Linked DNA regions of Mus musculus: region 1 is linked to region 2. The links are chromatin contacts, called in public HiChIP or PLAC-seq maps. All regions are on one chromosome and are shown on one strand. The core of a region is the stretch at or near the end of the contact, and the rest is flanking DNA. Distances in the headings are between cores, read along the strand shown. Region 1 holds the start of Klrg2 (killer cell lectin-like receptor subfamily G, member 2). Region 2 holds the start of Ubn2 (ubinuclein 2).

Region 1 (5,079 bases), core at 153-2,652, 200 kb after region 2:
TCCGTGGTTTTGCTACTGTTCCCCTGTTCCCGCCTCCAGGTTCCTGCTTTGGCTTCCCATGATGATAAACTATAACCTGTAAGGCAAATACAACCTTTCCTCCCCAAGTTGTTTTTGGTCAGCATTTTATCACAGTAAGAAAAAGTAAACCAACACAGGGGCTTTCTGCACTGCTAGACTTGCCTCTCCTTCACACGCAAAGCAAAACACATGCCATCTGGCGCGGGGCCAGCTCAGCGTGTGTGCTGATGGGTGACCCTCCTGAAGGCGGAAAGGAGCCCAGCCCTTGGAAGTGTACCCAGGCCACCACTGCCACGTGATTCTGAATCATCTCCCCTCACCTTACCCAGAGTTCTACTTCTCCAAGATGCTGCGCACACTAAGAAGGAAGGAAAGTTTCCGGGAGGAGGGCTAGGGGCAGGATCCTGGGTTGATTCTTATTAATTCTGAGACAGAAGCAGGATGGATTTGGGGGCAGCCAGATTGGCTTCTGGTTAGTCTAGTTCAGGGACCGGGCACGAGCACTTTTGAGCACTCACCTATGAGCGTGATGGCCCGCGGCAGTTTCTTGCCATCTATGCCTGCGCGCTGCAGCAGCGCGTCATCTTCTTTGGTCAGTCCGGGCTCGCGGCAGCGGCAGCGGCAGGCGGGCGAGCCCGGGGGGACCATGCAACCCTCAGCGGGGCTGACAGACTCGGTGGCGTTCGCGGCAAGCGGCGATCCTCGGCTCCACGTGGAGCCTGGTGACGGGGCGCGGGGCAGCCACTGGAGCGTGGGAGCGGAGCGGCGGGCGAAGGCTGGCGATTCGGGCACTGGCACGGTGAGAAAGCGCGTGGACGGCGCAGGCGAGGGCGCGCGACTAGCCCCAGCCGCGCCCACGGGCTTCACGCGCACGTCCACCTGCAGCTCCACGGGCGCCCAGGACGCGGGTGCGGGCTCTCCTGACGCCGTCCAGGGCTCCAGCTCCGCCTCTCCATCCCGGGGCTGCTCGGCCCACGAGGGGCTCGGAGACGGCAGCTCGCGGCTGCACGAGCCCAGGCGGCGGAAGGCGCCGTAGCCCAGACTGAGCGGCGGTACGCGAGGGGAACCGGACAGGGCTGGAGACGGAGACTTCTCCGGGAGCTCCTGGGGCTGCGCGTCCGGCTCCTCCCACCCGGTCCGCTCCGGCCTCGGGCTGTCTTCGGAGGCCCTGGGTTGGGGCGCCTCCGCCGGGACCTGCGGCGGCTCCATTCCCGAGCTTTCCGAGGGCTCCTCTGGGGACCCGGTCTCACCCTGGCCTCCTCTAGACGCTTCCCGGGTCCGCTCCGTCCTCCGCGCCGACTCGAGACTCGCCGTGCGAGCGTCGCGTTCTAGGCTGGGTCCCCAGAAGTTTCGGGTCGTTCACGTTGTCAACTAACAGCTTCACTAGAGGACCCTGTGTGATTGGCTGTGGCTATGGATTGGCCACACCCTCGGAACTCCAGCCTGGCCTTTCCGTGGCACCGGTTGCTGGGAGGACCCGGTTGAGCGAGTCACAGAGTGGGCGGTGGCTCTTAAGGCAGCACTGGGAACCCAGAGACTGGCAGATTCCTTCCTCTCCTTCATCCCGAGCCCCACCCGTTACCCCTGCTGGCTCTGTGCTGCGGGTGGATTCAGTTGTAGACTGAGTGGGAAGGGATTGGCTAAATCTGCGTGGATAAGGACTTCAGACATATCAGAACAAGGAAAAGTGATGGCGACAGGGTCACCGGTTGTGGTTTGGAAGCGAGTGAAAGGTTGAAGTCCTGATTCCAACTCTGGGAGCTTGACTACTTGTAGACTTAACACGGAGAACGAGGAATGAGCCAGACGCTTTGGTCCATGCCTGTAATCCCATCACTCTGGCAGCAGAGACATCTCTGTGAGTTTGAGGCCAGCCTGGTCTACATAGCAAGTTCAGACCAGCCTGAGTTTATAGTGAAACAAACAAAAATAAAAACGAAATAAAAAAATCAAGGAGAGAATGCTCATTTCCCCATGAAGTGTCATGTGCTCTACCAGCTTAGTGAGGTAGCATGATGGTTCGAAGACAGCTTTGTGGAGAGCTTTGTGGATTTTTCTGTTTGTCTTGATTTTTGTTGTTGTTGTTGTATTTTATTTTGTTTTGCCGTTTTGGTTTCATTTTGTTTTTTGAGACAATCTCTCTAGGTAGTCCTGGTTGTCTTAGAACTCGCTATGTAGATCAGGCTGTCCTGGAACTCACGGAGTTAAAAGCATGCTGAGATTAAAGGCATGCACCACTACACTTGGCTTGAATACAATTTTTGTTATTATAGACTTACTTGTAGTGTTGACATGTATGTAGCATATGCCTGCTTTTTGAAGCTCAGCTATTTTGAACCTCGAGTTGCAGGCATTTGTGAACTGCTGGATGTCGGTGTTGAGATTTGAACTTGATTTCTGATGATAGGGCAGCAAGTTCTTATTGACAAACATCTCTCCAGTTCCTAAATAGCCTTTTAAAATACAGATTTGTTAAGGTCCCTTCCGAACTTCCTGAGTCTGAAGAGGCATGAGGCCACTACTGTTTTTAACCAGTACTCCAGGGTAGGGCTAGCAGATAAAAGAGGTAGTTTAAAGCAGAGGCAGTTGAGTTTGAGGTCAGCCTGGTCTACAGAGCAAGTTCCAGGACACCTGGGACTGCACAGAGAAACCCTGTCTTGAAAAACAACAGCTCGCCGGGCATGGTGGTGGACGCCTTTAATCCCAGCACTTGGGAGACAGAGGCAGGCGGATCTCTGAGTTTGAGGCCAGTCTGGTCTACAGAGTGAGTTCCAGGACAGCTAAGGCTACCTAGAGAAACCCTGTCTGGAAAACAAAATAAAACAAACAAAAACAAACAAACAAACAAACAAAAAAGAAAAACAACAGCAAAAAAGAACAACAACAAGGGGTAGTTCAATTCAGTCAAAGTCTGACTTCAGGTGAACAAGACATTCATTCTGGAGGTCACACTCAAGCCCTTGTGTTTGCACAACAGGCCCCTTACCAACTGAGCTGTCTTCTCCTAGTTCCATGAAAATGCATCTTAAAAGGCATGGGACTGTGATTATAGGTTGCCTGTAACCCCAGCACTTGGGACATCAGCAGCTCCAGACCATACATGATGATTTCCAAGCCAACCTGAGCTACAGGAGAGTCTCAAAAAACAAACAACAAAAACCCAGACTGAAAAAATGGTGGGGGGAATAGCTCAGTGATGGAGCTCACACCTGGCATAATCCCTAGCGCCCTTTGTCACCATCAACCTTCTCTTAACAGAACTGTCCCACCCTCAGTCCATGTCCCTAGTGCATTTTAAACCTCTGCTCTTTCTACCTTTCCTTTTTTTCGAGACAGGGTTTCTCTGTGTAGTCCTGGCTGTCCTGGAACTCACTCTGTAGACCAGGCTGGCCTAGAAATCAGAAATCTGCCTGCCCCTGTCTGCCTCCCAAGTGCTGAGATTAAAGGCGAGCACCACCACTGCCAGGCTAGAATTTTTCTTTTCTTTTTTCTTTCCTTTCCTTTCCTTTCCTTTCCTTTCCTTTCCTTTCCTTTCCTTTCCTTTCCTTTCCTTTCCTTTCCTTTCCTTTCTTTTCTTTTCTTTTCTTTTTTTTGAGACAGGGTTTCTCTGTGTAGCCCTGGCTGTCCTGGAATTCACTCTGTAGACCAGGCTGGCCTCGAACTCAGAAATCCGCCTGCCTCTGCCTCCCAAGTGCTGGGATTAAAGGCATGCGCCACCACGCCCGGCCCAACATCTTCCTTGTAGGGAGCAGGCACCCTTGTCACCAAGTCCAGCAGGTGCTCTTCTTTGTATGGTGGCCCCTGGAGCCTTTGACGGTTCGACATGGCCCTTTTCTCACTCTCTTCCTGTTTTGTTTTGTTGTTACTTGTTTTAGAGTTTCCCAGCAACCCAGGTTCTCCCAAACCTGGAGATGAAGCGGATGGAGATGGCTTTAAACTCCTGATTCTCCTGCCTCCACCTCTGAGCACTGGGACTGCAGGCATGCACCAACATACCTGAGTACTTTTCTTGCCTTAGAGTCCCTCTCACCCACACTTTCCCCAACACCAAAGCTGACTGGCTTTCCTCCTTCCCTTAGGCTCTGCTGTCTCAGGTCTGCTGTCTTCAGCTTCTCCCCATTTTCATTATTTCAGGGGGAAATGTTTCCCACCCGATACAGGTTTATATATCAAAGTCTTCCTTCAGCTAGAAACAGAGTCACTGAGGAGGTAATTCGTTGAGAGAAGGTTACACTAACCCAATGTAGCTTGTGTCTCTAGAAAAAGAAGACATTGAGAGACCTGTGCACAGAGAAAATGCCAGAACTTGAAGGCGGGGATCAGGATAATGCATCCAGAAGCCAAACAAACAAAAACACTAAGGAAATCATGAGGGATGTCAGCAAGCTCTGAGAAGCCAGGAAAAAGGGAAAGAATAGATGCTCTCCTAAGGAACTGGCCCTCCAGACACCTTGATCTTGAATTTCTGGTCTCCAGAATTGAGGGGGTAATTGACCGCACTCAGCCTGTGGGACTTTACCCTAGCAGCTCTTCCCACCTAGTAAGCTGGCTTCCTGGGAGGGCTCTGCCATCCTGGGTGGTCAACTCAGCATGTTTGTGACGGCCTCAGTGGCAAGTGAGGTGTTCCTTTTAGGAATCTGGCACTCCAAATGTGGGAAAGGCAGAGCTGGAAGTATCAGAACCATCGGGGAAGCAGCTGCCGGAAGATCTGCAAATACTGCCCCAGTCTCGAGGTTCCTGATCGTGGCTGGGCGCCAGGCTCATTCGTTCAATCTTCTGGGCTTCACGAGACACCGTGTATCTTTCTTTTTACTGTGTGTCCTGTTCCTTTGCTAAGCTTTGGTGTTCTAGTTTCAGTTCTATTTCATTCCTGAGGGAAAGTCAGGGCAGTCACATGTCCACAGTCTGGAGCAGAGAGAAAGACGTGAATTCGTGTTCCTTGTTTGTCTGTGCTTAGCTTGACTTCTCTTACACAGTTCAAAACTTCTGGCTTAGGAATGAGGCCACCTGGGCTGGGCTTTTCCCACATCAATGGCCAATCAAGACAGTCTTGCACAG
Region 2 (4,857 bases), core at 1,989-4,488:
CCAGGACCACACTGTAAGAACCCATTCCTGCCAATCGTACTCTGATTTCTATTACCCTGTCCCCACACCTAAATAAAATGTAATAAAATACAGCTTTGGTAAACTCAAAGAACTGGGAGCACTGGTTAAAGCATATGTTCTTTTGACAAAATCATATGTGTATGTTAGCGATATTATTCAAGATACTATAAATTGCACTCAAAGAGGACTTATTAGAAAAAGGAATAGGGAGCTGGTGAGATGGCTCAGTGGTTAAGAACACCGACTGCTCTTCCGAAGGTCCTGAGTTCAACTCCCAGCAACCACATGGTGGCTCACAACCATCCATAACGAAATCTGATGCCCTCTTCTGGGAGTGTCTGAAGACAGCTACAGTGTATTTACATATAATAAACATACAAACAAACAAATAAATCTAAAAAAAAAAAAGAAAAGAAAAAGGAATAGAAGCCAGGTGTAGTGACACATGCCTAGATACAGGGTTTTTCTGTGTACCCGTTCTGGAACTCACTTTGTAGACCAAGCTGGCATTAAACTCACAAGAGATCTGCCCCTCTGCCTCTTGAGCACCGGGATCAAAGATGTGTGCAGTTATACCCAGTGGTATTCGCCTTTAATCCCAGCACTGGGGAGGCATAGGCAAGCAGATCTCTGTGCTTTCAAAGCCAGCCTGGTCTACAGAGCTAGTTCCAGGTCATCCAAGGGTACATAGTAAGAGCCAAATAAAATAAAAACTTTATTCAGCACTGATACAATAAATATGGTAATATGCTTTTAGACAAGCTAAACAAAAACTTTGGTAATGTCACAATCTGAACTGTTGCTACAGAGCATTTATAATGAAAAAGTATAGAACACTTTTATGCTAGATATGTGTAGCAAACCAGTCTTATATAATTATTACTGTGTAGGAAAATATGTTAAAAACTAGAAATTAGCATTTAAAAAATTCTAGGCCAACCAGATCATTCATTAGGTAAAGGTACTTGCTATGTAAGGTTGGCCACTTGGAAGGAGAGAACAGACTCCACAAGGCTGTCCTTTGACTGCCATCATTTTCACTCTATGCTACATTGTATTAGTATGGTAGATTAAATTTCATGGGTGTGTGTGTGTATACACTGGATTACAGGAAAGAAACTACTTTTTTCTTGGTTTGTTCTAGACAGTGTCTCACTACATTGCTCTGGCTGTCCTGGAACTCACCCTGTAGACCAGGGTGGACTCGATTTCAGAGATCCACCTGCCTCTGCCTCTTAGGTGCTTATTTGAGTAGCTTACACCACGGTTAGAACCTACTTCTCTCTGTGGATTGATGTTCAAAGTATTTTCAAGGCACCCAGAATTAGATAATTGTATGAGAGGTTACCTACAGAAGAGCTTGACTCAAGGACAGACTGACTGCAATTTCTGGGATAAATGGCAGAAACTGAACACAGGTATAGCCCTCAGTCAATTGGAGATGGGATAGAGATACATCAGAAAGTGTTCCAGAAGCCGGGCATGGTGGCGCATGCCTTTAATCCCAGCACTCGGGAGGCAGAGGCAGGCAGATTTCTACAAAGTGAGTTCCAGGACAGCCAGGGCTATATAGAAAAACCCTGTCTCGAAAAACTAAAGAAAAAAAAAAAAAAGAAAAAAAGAAAGTGTTCCAAAAACTTTAATTGCCCATTTTAAGATGGCAGAAACAGAGTCTGTGGGCAGAAAGGTCACTTCAATCCAAAAATAGGAGACCCAAACAGAACCAGGAGCAGTGGAAGGAATGTTGGAGGTAAAATATAGTGTCAAGAAAATATTGCAGCATTGTAAGGAAGAAATTCATCATCTTCCTCTTTTTTTTTTCTTGTTGCTGCTGCCAGTTTTTTTTTTTTTTTTTTTTCCAGACAGGGTCTCACTATGTAGGTCTGGCTGTCTTAGAAGTCACTAAATAGACCAGGCTGGCCTTGAACTCATAGAGATCCGCCTGGCTCCAGAGTGCACCCACTTCCATTAAGAAGTGTTAGCTGGCCGGGCGTGGTGGCGCATGCCTTTAATCCCAGCACTCGGTAGGCAGAGGCCAGCCTGGTCTACAGAGTGAGTTCCAGGACAGCCAGGGCTACACAGAGTAACCCTGTCTCAAAAAACCAAAAAAAAAAAAAAAAAAAAAAAAAAAGAAGTGTTAGCTGACCTGCAGTTGTCTATGTGGACCATGTTGAAATGTAACAGCCTGTATCTTCCTGACACTAAAGGGATACATCTCTACACCTGGCTTAGAGCTAGCACAATCTTTTGGGTTGAACATTCCATCACCATTTGGTACACCTTTGGAAAGGAATAGAAGAGCAAATATTAAAAACGTCTGTGACGACTCTTTGACTCAGCTCTTCAACATCTAATATAGTTGATGCAATTAACAAGCTTGGGTTTCCTTGAGGATGCGGCAAGGGAGTCTTTCAATTCCCTTTCTATTGAATAGATGAAAAGGGCTAGTAATTCTCGTCCGTTAAAATCTGAATTCCAGTTCGTTTCCCACGATGCTCCAACGAAGCCTAAGCAACGCTCCTTCCCACTCAAAGATGAGCCGTGAATTTTCTTCCCCCGGGAGCATGTCCCCTAAAATAACACCAAAGGCTGCCAAGACGTTCAAGTCTTCAAGAACTGTTCCTTTGCCAGTTCAATTTCCCAACTGAGGCGCGTCACTGAACGTCTCACCGCCATGCGCAAAGCGGCTAGGAAGAGGTGTGGGAGGCAGCGGTGTGGGAGGCAGCGTAGCGCTTTCGGGAGGGGTCTGAGGAGAGTTTAGTTTTCGCCTTTCTACCCTGGACACCTCAGGTGACGGGACAACAGACCGGCGGGCCCGGCGCCGGGCCGCGAGCCCCTCACCCCTGCCCTGGGTCCGCCTGGAATCCTCAGCTGACAACCCTGTTCCCCAGCGCCGAGAGCCAGAGGCCAACGTCGGGCGGGACCCGGCGCCATGACTGTGTCGGTCCCAGGCACATCGCGACGCTCACCCTAAGGGATCGGCGAGCGTGCCTCGGTTTCCGGGCGAGAGGAGGAAATCACTCAGGGAACCCCAAACCCCTCCTTTGAAAGCAAAGCAGAGAGCGTCCCCGTTGCCACGGAGACAGGCCTGTCTGTGACGTCACTTCCGCCGAGCTGTCTGGCCTCCAGACTGTTGAGAGGAAAAGGGGAAAACTGAGCAACAGCCACGACTGTGGACGCGAGCGTCTCGAGTGTGCGCATGCGCCCGCTCAGCGGCCTGCTTCTATTTATGTGGGGGATCCAACATGGCGGCTGCGGCGACCCTGGCGATGGCGGTGGAGCCCATCAGAACGTAGTAGCGGGGACGGGGACCCGGTCCGCACTCACGGTGGCGTCCGCGGGGACAGCTGAGGGTGCTGGAGGGAAGAAAAGTGACGGAGAGCAGAAGGAGAGGCGGGCAGGCGCGCCGTGCGGCGTCGAGGCGAGAGCCGGCTCGAGCGAGCGCCGAGGGCCAGAACAGTGGGGATGGCGGAGCCGCGCAGAGTCGCGTTCATTAGCCTGTCACCGGTGAGGCGACGCGAGGCCGACTTCGCGGGCGCCGAGCGCGAGCCCCCCCGACTGGAGCCGCAGCCGTACCGCGAGCCGGCCCGGGCGGAGCCGGCCCCCCGCGCTGACGCGCAGCCCCCGGCGCGCGACAAGCCGCTCCCCCAGCGCGAGGTCAGCCGCGCCGAGCCGCCCATGGCGCTGCAGCGCGAGCCCCCGCGGCCCGAGCCGCCGCCGCCGCCGCTGCCCCTGCAGACTCCCCCTCCGCGGGAGTCGGCTTCCCGGGCGGAGCCGCCGCCGCGACCGCCGAAGGAGACGGTTCGCCTGGAGCTGGTGCTCAAGGACCCCACGGACGAAAGCTGCGTGGAGTTCAGCTACCCGGAGCTGCTGCTGTGCGGAGAACAACGGGTACAGAGGGTCCCTCCCTCCCGGCCGCCCCACAGCCCGGGCGCCTCCGGACCCGCCGCCTGCCCGGGCTGCTCTGCACTTCGCTCGCCCCGGGGGTGGGGTGGCGGGGGCCGGGCAGCTAGACGGGGCGGGAGCTGCGCGGCTCGGCCCTCCTGGGTGGCCGATGCTGCCCCCACCACACCGCGCCGAGCCGGTTTTCCTGTGCACCTTTCGAAACCTCAGCTTTTTCCTCCTTTTCCTTTCTGTTCCCCACACCAAATCCCGAGGCCCTGTGAGCCGTGCGGCTAGCTTCTTGTGGCACTTCCATCTGTCGTTCCGGTAGAAGGGAAGCGAAAAAAAAACCTTGGGGGACACGCCCCCCGGTCTGAAGCGGAGAGATTGTGTGACCCCTTCTCGGCTCATCCTCATCCTTCCTCAACCCAGCTGTACCGTGCGCCAGGGCTGCTGAGATGGGCTCGTGGCCGGGTGGTTTATTTTCCTTGATTGAAGGGGATTTAAGAGAAATTAAACATTTTCAGAAACTAATGATTCCACGTTAGGAATGAAAAAGTGGATTCGTAATGTGGTTGCACTTGTGTTGGTAAATATTGTTAGCTTTGTGTGTGTGTGTGTGTGTGTGTGTGTGTGTTGAGTTTGTGCACATTGTCTTTGAATGGAAAGGTCTCTTGTCTTACCCGGTGGCTGCCCAGTCATATTATTTGAGTGGCTCTCATTAGTTCGAATTGGGAGCATTTTGTCCGTTGTGGATTTCTGGAGAATGACGGAAAAAAAAAAAAAAAAAAAAAACATTCGCTTTGGATCAAAAAAAAAAAAACTTAGGAAAATACATCGGTATGCTTTTGAGGGAACCGGTGAACAATGGGATTAGGACAGCGGTTTGTCGGTGATTGTAATTTTTATTGTTGTGGGCTGGTGATCTTTAGGAAGGGGAGATGGGAGAGAGAG

What was found. HiChIP or PLAC-seq counts read pairs in DNA pulled down with a chosen protein or histone mark.
Region 1: an H3K4me3 HiChIP or PLAC-seq map of stem cell-derived neural progenitor cells shows a contact between it and region 2, with 58 read pairs. The contact joins the promoter of Klrg2 here to the promoter of Ubn2 in region 2. A contact is called at or near these places in 13 of 39 promoter capture datasets (the 3T3-L1 cell line, 3T3-L1-derived adipocytes, the C10 cell line and 9 more), 3 of 484 Hi-C or Micro-C datasets (embryonic stem cells and stem cell-derived neural progenitor cells), 1 of 115 datasets of contacts at active chromatin or transcription factors (stem cell-derived neural progenitor cells) and 1 of 9 other capture datasets (liver).

The regions. Positions count from the first base shown.
Region 1 is chr6:38,635,837-38,640,915 of GRCm38.p6, forward strand. Klrg2 (killer cell lectin-like receptor subfamily G, member 2) reads right to left here and starts at 1,403. Exons shown (of 5, transcript NM_001033171.2): 1 at 540-1,403. The coding sequence starts at 1,230.
Region 2 is chr6:38,430,687-38,435,543 of GRCm38.p6, forward strand. It overlaps Ubn2 (ubinuclein 2), which reads left to right and starts at 3,239. Exons shown (of 17, transcript NM_177185.4): 1 at 3,239-3,912. The coding sequence starts at 3,487.